3 separate regions of the Rattus norvegicus genome follow, and regions 1 and 2 are each linked to region 3. The links are chromatin contacts, called in public Hi-C maps. All regions are on one chromosome and are shown on one strand. Each heading gives the region's core, a stretch centred on a gene start, on an enhancer-like site or on the middle of the called end of the contact. The rest is flanking DNA. Distances are from core to core; before and after follow the strand shown. Region 1 has its middle 11 kb from the start of Mrpl33. Region 2 overlaps Babam2 (BRISC and BRCA1 A complex member 2). Region 3 overlaps Babam2 (BRISC and BRCA1 A complex member 2).

Region 1 (2,932 bases), core at 320-2,819, 150 kb after region 3:
GTGGGTGGTGCTATCCCTGGGTTTTATAGGAAAGCAGGCTGAGCAAGTCATAAGTGAGTAAGCCAGGAAGCAGCACTCCTCCATGGCCCCTGCATCAGCTCCTGCCCTCTTCAAGTTCCCGTCCTGACTTCCTCTGACGATGAGCTGTGATATAGGAGCAGAAGCCGAATAAGCCCTCTCCTCCCCGAGCTGTTTTGGTCTTGGTGTTTCATCCCAGCAGTGGTAACCTTAACTAAGACACCATCTTTTTGGAGGAAGCAGCTTTGAAAGATGGCTTAACTGTAATCTGGTATACAGTTAGAAGGGGAAACCGGGTCCTCCTTCAACTAGGGATCTGAAACAAAAGGAGGCACAGCCTTTGGTAAGAGAAGTGAGCTCCTTCTCCAGCCGGAGACAAAGCCTTTCCGGAGATGCCTTCTGTGACTTGCGACAAACTCGACAAATGCGCCAGTTTATCTGGTGTTTGGTGAACTACATGGTCACCTCAGTGTAGTCTGCAGTCCCCAGAGTCACTCATTAGCTCCAGACTTAAAGGTTAACGAGAGAAAACATCTTTAAGTCGGTTGATGGCTAATGCAAAAAGGCCCCCAACCTGCTCCACTGCACTAACACCGTAATTGCGCTATTTCGGGCTGTCCAGATGATTACATTTGATTGCATGCTACTGTATATGAACAAATGTATAATCATAAAATGTGCACCTAAATTACAAGCTACCTTGCTCAAGGCTTCTTTCTAAATTTAGGTATTCGATGCCACGGAGAAAAACGAGCCAATCAATTATCAACCAAATTAATCATCTCCAAATGAGCTGATCTGGGGAAAGATTTAGAAATGAATTTTCCCACACAGAACAGAATTCTATATGTTGTATTCAACATATATGTCCCACGTGCTGGTGAGATGGCTCAGGGGGTAAGGCGCTTACTGCTCTCGCTCAAGGAGCTGTGTCTGAATGTCCATTAATTACAACAACAACAATAGTAATAGTAATTCTAGGCATGGTGGCACACATCTGGATTCCTAGCACTGGGCATGGGAAGATACATTTAGACCCTGGAAACTTACTGGTCAGCCAAATTCTGTGTACCACCACAGCTGGTTTTGTAATTTATTTTCTTATCAGTGGAAGTCAGAAGAGCATTATGAAATTAATTCTCTCCTTCTGCCTTTAACTGGGCCCCAGGGATTGAACTTAAGTTGCTAGACTCTTGTGACAAGTGCCCTTTACCCACTTGTCAGGCATATATGTATATATGTATGTACACACACACACACACACACACACACACACACACACCTGAGACACACAGGGCTGAGGCATCACCCCATCTCTCTCTCTGTGTGTGTGTGTGTGTGTGTGTGTGTGTGTGTGTGTGTGTGTGTGTGTGTGAGATTGAGTTACTGCGCTCAAGCTATCTAGGTTCTTTGGAGAAAGGAAAATGCCTCATAGCTCGTTTCTAATGGCTAGATGTGGCCTTAAATAGAAAGTGCATTCCCCAGGGTGTGTTTTGAGGCCTTTGGCACTACAGAAGAAAAGTTTGGATCTGACACATTCTGAAACCTCTGGCTGGGTCCATTTCCTCCTGGAAGAACTCATGGGAAACATGGTCTAGTGGGAGGAAGCCCTCCAATCAGACTGTCCCCTTCTGAAGGCCCCACTGTGTGTGTTCCCAGCAGACGTGGCTCCAAGTTGATGAAGTCAGTGAATGAACGTAGGTGAATCCTGACGAAGTGTCATCTAAAATTTTGGAGGATCAGAGGGTGAGCCCCATTTCAGTAATAAAGATGGAGAGGAGCAGAAGCTGAAACCTTTCAGAGAGCAGAGTCTTACAGCTGCAGCCCAGAGCAGCCCAACCCTGCTGGCCCTGCCTCTGTCCTCAAAGAATAACACCAGCTTTGCTTGGCCTGTTGCATCAGCTGCTACACTCTGCCCTTCCCTTCCCCACCCCAGGAAGTGGTAAGGAGAGTTAAGTAACAGCCTGTGAGGCAACCACTCAGGGCAGCTGGAAATCTGGGGGAGGCTGTCTCTCTCCTTCCAGCCAGGCTCCACCCAACAGTCTCTCCTTAAATTCAAATCCATGGGGGAAAAAAGTGCTCAACTGCCAGAGTCCTCCCCACTCTCCCGACACTGCTTTATCCCCAGTACCCACAACGTAAAAGGAGAAATAGGCCCCTGCAAGTTGTCCTCTAGCCTCCACATGTAGGCCTATGGTTTTTAGGGGTGATGTGCACGTGCACGCGCGTGCATGTGTGCTAAATAAACAAATAAATGTTAAAAAGTATTTTAAAAGACTTTTTTTGGACTAAAGAGATGGCTCAGTAGTTAACAGTACCTACTGCTCTTGCAAGACCCAGGTTTGGTTTCCAACACCCACATCACGTAGCTCACAACTCCAGTTCTGGAAGAGGCCGGAAGGGGGCATCAGCTCTCCTAGAGCTAGCGTTACAGACAGTTGTTAGCTGCCCTGTGGGCGCTCAGAATTGAACACAGGTCCTCTAGAACAGCAGTCAGTGAGTGCACTTAACCGCTGAGCCATCACCCCAGCCCCATGTAACCCTGGCTGCCCTGGATCTCAGAGAGCCCCGTCTCTGCCTCCCCAGTGCTGGGACTAAAGGTGTGTGCCACCTCTTCCCCACGACTTTTTCTTTTTTTTTCTTTTCTTTTTTTTTTTTTTTTTTGGTTCTTTTTTTTCAGAGCTGGGGACCGAACCCAGGGCCTTGCGCTTCCTAGGTAAGCGCTCTACCACTGAGCTAAATCCCCAGCCCCGACTTTTTCTTAATTAAAAGAAAAAGGACCTAGGACAATATACTTGCCTCAAAGGCTATATTAGCTATCATTACGTGCAAATTCTCTATTTTTAAATTACTATTGTTGCTGTTGTTACCACGAAGATGCTTGCTGACATAGGGCCTCACTCTGTAAACAGGA
Region 2 (2,700 bases), core at 101-2,600, 230 kb before region 3:
AGTGGCCTTAGCTTGTTTCTTGTCTTAGAATGACTTGATGGTGCTACAGAGGCTGAAAAACAAAATCATCCAGGAAGAAACACAGGCAAAAGCCCAAGATGAGGATGTTAGCAGAAACAAAAACCAGGCCCCTCTGTCAAGCGTCCTTGGAACTCCACTGGTGTAGTTAGTGTCATCCCTCTATAGACGTCTTTAGGCATGGGTGAGGTGCGCGTGAGGCAGTTCATGAACCGTGGGAGTTCTTACGATGGCATTAGATTGTAACTGTGCAAGAGCGAGCTATTTATATGATTCCGAACGAAGCTTGAGGCATATTCTGGTGTTTTTTACTTCTATGTTAGGTGAAAAAGCTGCCTACAGAAGCCTGCCTCCCACCCAAAATACTAGCTGTTAGCTGCTGACTGATCCTCGCAATATTAAGATGAATCATATATGCTCTTTTCTCAGTGCAAAAAGAGATAATTTTAAAACTCAAAAAATGTCACTTTGGGTAGTCACAAACCACACAATAGAAAAGCTGTCCAGCCTTAAAGTTGTAAATAAATAGAACCCACTCCTGCATGGACAGCTTTTGCTTCTTTTAAACTGTGACGCTTTTTAGGCCTCGCCTCCAATGCTGCATGGTGTTGAAATAAGAAAATTTTGCAAGTGTGTTCTGTGCCTAGGCAGGAAGGCAGCCTTGGCTCCCCTTCTCTCTTCCCTGGCACCCCACACCCTTGACCTAAGGAACCCACGCCCTTTCTCAGGCAGCTGCCTTCTCACCTACCCCAGCCAGCCGGTGGCTCTCCTGGCTTGCCCTTGCTTGGTCTACAAGGTGCCAGCTGCCGGCAGAGCCTAGTCTCTTTCTATCACAGGAAAACACTCTGTTTCTTTCTCCTCACTGTGTAGAGAAGCAGGTATTTTTGGCCTCGATTCCTAAGATCTGTTTTATTTCTCTTGTTACTAAGCAGGTCACTGCCACCCTCATTTTCTGCAGTGTCATCATTTCCCCACATTGCCCTGTTTGGCACTGGAGGATGAACCACATCAAATGGAGGAATTGCAACCACACACTGCCTTGAGAAGCAAGCAAGCGAGACCTTAGGGGAGTGTGTGAGTGTGTGAGTGTGTGAGTGTGTGTGTGAGTGTGTGAGTGTGTGTGAGTGTGAGAGAGTGTGTGAGTGTGTGTGAGAGTGTGTGAGTGTGTGTGTGTGTGAGTGTGTGTGTGTGTGTGTGTGTGTGTGTGTGTGTGAAATGGACATTTTGGGGGCTTGTTCTCCTATAATCAAATCCTCCCTATCTTAACAATGTGGTGGTGTGTCAAAGCATTGGAATTCTGCTTCAATCAGCAACCCAGAACTTTATAGGAAAATGAAGCAACAAAATGTTGGTCTTATTGTTAACTTGAGGCTGGGCTTGTACTTAGCATGGGAGTGTTTGTTTCCCTATGGCATTCCAGCCAAACCTTCAAAGTTCGTGGGGCTCTTGGCTATCCACAGATGCCTATGGCAGTATCCTGACATCCTCAGGCATGTTTCCTCTTTACTTATTTATTGATGGTGGTGCATGAACTCATTGGTTCATGTTTTTAATTAACAAACTATCACTTGTCCTAAGTAGACAGTCTACCACTAAGCTAGATTCCCACCTTCTTCTAACCTGTTCCTAGAGAAACATCATACAGTAGAAGTGAAAGTCTTAAATCCAATAAAGCAAAGGACAGTACAGAAGCAAAGTGCTTGCAAACATTTTAGACACTACTGGGGATCCAGATTGCCTATCTAGTATGAACAAGGCTCTAGGTTCCATCTAGGCTCTGTTAGGAAACCAAACTAACCCAAACTGGCTATGTTGCTAGCAACAGTGCAGGCCTGGCTCTGGGACCCTTACAACATGTGAGAATCTGTAGTTATCACAAATGGGCCTGTCTCAACTATTTTTGCTAGTTAACTAAAAACATGTGCCCAACAAGTAAAGCATCCAGGCACTAACATAAGATGCCATGACCCCAACTGGGATGTTTAGAAGTCACATTTGATGTCTTTAGGATACAGTGCTAGGGCTGATGTGTAATGACAGCTGGCTCGTGCTCATCATCATGGAGAACAGCCCTTAGAGGCGGGGCATTCCTGTGATTTGATCTTTGTGACTAATACGGCAATTAAGCGGTTCATAAAATGAGTATCGGCATTTTTGCTGTTGTTTTGGTTTGGCTTACATGCAGTTTTGGCTAATGTTGGAATTAGCCTTTCTTGAACATCATCTGTAGACTGTATAAGCTGTCTGTAGTGCCAGGCAGTGAGTCTCTACTTTTCTCTGTCCCAGCATAGCACACACAGGTAATGTAAATGCCTTTCAGAGATTCTCTTGGAGCTGGAGGAGACAAATCCTGTAGCTAGTTCTTTTGCAGACCCATAGGACCAACTGTCCAATGGGTCGCCCCAGCACGAGGAACACCGTCAAGCACACAGAAGAAGGTATCTATCTAGTCGTCTCAGTTAACAAGCAATTGGTGTCCTCCCAATTTGGGGGATGTTCAGCATGTCCGGATCCACTTTCAAAGCCAAATCACCCATGTAATTGTATTTGCCAATTGACCTTCCTGCCCTTATTTCAAGCCCCATACTCTCCCTTTCCACAACTCCTGGTAGCTGCCCAGTAGGTCAGACCATGCTCATGTCTAAGAGCTGAACAATGCTGAAGGGAAGGAGGACTGAGACA
Region 3 (2,700 bases), core at 101-2,600:
CCCCCTTTTCTCCCCTTTTCTCCCCTTTTCTCTCTTTTCCCCTCTTTTCCCCCCTTTTTCCCTTTTCCCTATTCCCTTCCCTTCCCTTCATTTGTGTTAGGAGCTATGATACAAGAGCACAGTTACACTTCACATACTACGACTGGACCTTGCTGAAGGCAGGCTTCTCAGAAATGAAAAGAGAGGCTTGGAGTACGAAGGGCCTGTGCCATGACACATAGCCAAGGATGCTATGTTAAATACTATAACGGAACTCAATAATGAGCTGGTCCCCTTTATTAAACAGGTTCTTCTCTTTGGTGGACTGAGCTAAGAATAATTACTAGTCTACAGAAAGAAATCAGTTGCCAAAAATCTAGCTTTCAACTCACAGAAAGCCAAATGTTCCCTATTCTAATTTCCATCCACTGTGGCAAGATACTGAGAAATGACTAAAGTGACATTTTTCTCATATTAAAGAATGAAGAGGGCATTTTAACTGCTTCTGTGTTCTACATAGTTTGAAAACTATGATGCAAATATTCAAGAAACCCACTCAGGTAAAAAGACTTAACAGATGCCTGTAACAGGAACAGAAAGGTCCTGAGAGAAACAGAGAAGAATTAAGTGGGCAGCTATAGCCTAATTAATTAGACTGAAGCTTAAAATCAAAGGCTCAAAGCAAAATCCTGTTGTCCCTCTAAAGACTTCATGTGCAGTAGGGGAAAGGACTTCCACTCTTCCACAGCTGCCCTCCTGCAGCATACGTGTCATGGGAAAACAAGCCCAGACTTAAAGGTGTCAGGAAAGATCACTGCATTTTTGCCTTAGACCAGCAGTATGGTTTTTTCAAACTACTACCCGGAGCCTTTATAAATTGCCAAAGTATGAAATAATTTGTTCTTTCAAAGGAAGAAAGCAACAACAAGAAACAATAGTGTGTTTCCTGCCTTAGGAAGAATTTAACAGGAGCTTCCCAACTGCACTTCCTAGAGAAGTGTGTGACTGCCTCAAATGTACAGGAGAGGAGCTACAAAGGAAGACCAAACAGAACGGTCTATACGGGCAGGACAGATTTCAGTCCTAGGGCTGGCACATACACATTCAAGAAGGCTGGGGATCCTGGACCTTTGACAGCCAAATCTCATCATCTTTCTCTTTCCAGGAGATGTGTCAGTGAAGTGCGACCCAGAGCCTTGCCATGCCTACTTGCACTTGGTGGGCCTGTCCCTGCTTCCAGTGTTCTCATCTGAGACCATCCAGAACCACCTGACCAAAAAGCACATGTGCTGGCACACTCCTACATGCTCTCAACCACGAGCCCACGATATGCCATGTGTGAGTCACAGGCAGTGATGATGGTAAAAAGAAAAGCTAATATTTGGAGTTCACCAAATAATGAGTCATACTCCTGGAAGAAAAGGAATCCTTACAGCTGGCAGCTCTTTAGTATGAAATTTTTAAATTGTTGTAACATTAATATTAATTCCATGGAAGCTGGCAAGAAGAAAATGAGTGAGAAATGCGGTATTTGGTTGCCTGGTACCATATAAAAGCCCAGTTCACGCTCCAAGAACAAGAATGAGAAGGACGTCTCCTACCAACTCCCGACTTGCCTCCTACACTCACCACTGCCAAGCTACTTGCTCTCCCACACAACACTGTCTTACTAATTCTGACCCTTAAGAGTTAAAAAGAAGTCTTGCTTTCTCGCTACCCAAATGCCAAATGGGATCTTGTGGGATTTCACCTTTATAAAGGGAATGTTTGAAAACAGGCCCCTTTGGCTGTGACATCAGTGAGTTGCTGAGGCCTGCAAGGGCCGGAGGAAACATTCCCAGTCCCTTGCAGCGCTGCCGTACTCCTACGGTGCAATCTGGCAATGGCCAGGGCCCAAATCTTTAAAGCTGTTTTATGGTATTTAACATATGGTCATAAATTGCTCAGTGCTCTAAAGAGGGGCTAGATTTGCCACCCCTATTGATGAGACATGTTCTTATTTATTTAAATTTAGTGGCAAACTGGCATTTCTCCAGAGGGAGAGGGTTAGGCATAAGTACAAAGAAAGAACTAATGAGAGATGGTTTGCAGCTTTGCTGTGTACTCAACACAACCACTATCAAACAGGGGCTCGCCACTGAGGAGACAATAACAGGGAAGGAGTCCAGTACCTAAGGCTCGAGGGGGGAGAGTACAGATTTTATTCAGAACACATTTTAATTATTTTTATTTTTTTTCAGAATACATTTAAAAACTTTTAATCATTTTCTCTTTTCCCTCCAACAAGGGCTGTCTATCCATCTCTCTCTTGCCTCTGACTCTTTATTCCCCTCACAAATTAGAGACTCTTGGTCTTTACCTGAAATCATTTATCTTTGTAATTCTCTAGAACATCCCAAATCCTCTTGCAAGCATTTTCTGATTTTGCCAATTTTTTTTTTTTGCTAAGTTGTTTATTTTTTTTAATGGATGTAATTCTCCATCTTTAAAGATATAATCCTACCAAAATATTATGTTCCCTTCCCTCTACAAAACAGGACATAGCCAAAGTCAGGGGGAAAAAATGGATTCTGGAGGAAAGGTTGTGTCTGAATGACAGGTGTCGACAGGAAACATCCCTAGTGAGTTTGGGGTGTGTGTGTGTGTGTGTGTGTGTGTGTGTGTGTGTGTGTGTGTGCGCGCGCGCGCGCTCGCGCACGCGCGCCTATTATCTTGCTTAGA

Evidence for each region. A called contact is a pair of places that touch in the nucleus more often than the background predicts.
Region 1: a Hi-C map of the A7r5 cell line shows a contact between it and region 3, with 2.8 times the contacts expected there. The contact joins two enhancer-like sites. A contact is called at or near these places in 3 of 12 Hi-C or Micro-C datasets (the A7r5 cell line, the Rat2 cell line and mammary epithelial cells).
Region 2: a contact with region 3 is called in a Hi-C map of the Rat2 cell line, with 5 times the contacts expected there. The contact joins two enhancer-like sites.

The regions. Positions count from the first base shown.
Region 1 is chr6:30,563,837-30,566,768 of GRCr8, forward strand. No RefSeq gene overlaps it. Among named protein-coding and RNA genes, the nearest start is that of Mrpl33, 11 kb to the left of the region's middle. Within about 2 kb of position 1,570, at least 24 of the 93 cell types and tissues checked have an H3K27ac peak or open chromatin away from gene starts, as enhancers often do. A contact at or near this core is called in the A7r5 cell line, where this site is marked.
Region 2 is chr6:30,182,256-30,184,955 of GRCr8, forward strand. All of the region lies in intron 7 of Babam2 (BRISC and BRCA1 A complex member 2), which reads right to left. Among named protein-coding and RNA genes, the nearest start is that of Fosl2, 140 kb to the left of the region's middle. Within about 2 kb of position 1,351, at least 33 of the 93 cell types and tissues checked have an H3K27ac peak or open chromatin away from gene starts, as enhancers often do.
Region 3 is chr6:30,412,806-30,415,505 of GRCr8, forward strand. All of the region lies in intron 3 of Babam2 (BRISC and BRCA1 A complex member 2), which reads right to left. Among named protein-coding and RNA genes, the nearest start is that of Babam2, 53 kb to the right of the region's middle. Within about 2 kb of position 1,351, at least 21 of the 93 cell types and tissues checked have an H3K27ac peak or open chromatin away from gene starts, as enhancers often do. A contact at or near this core is called in the A7r5 cell line, where this site is marked.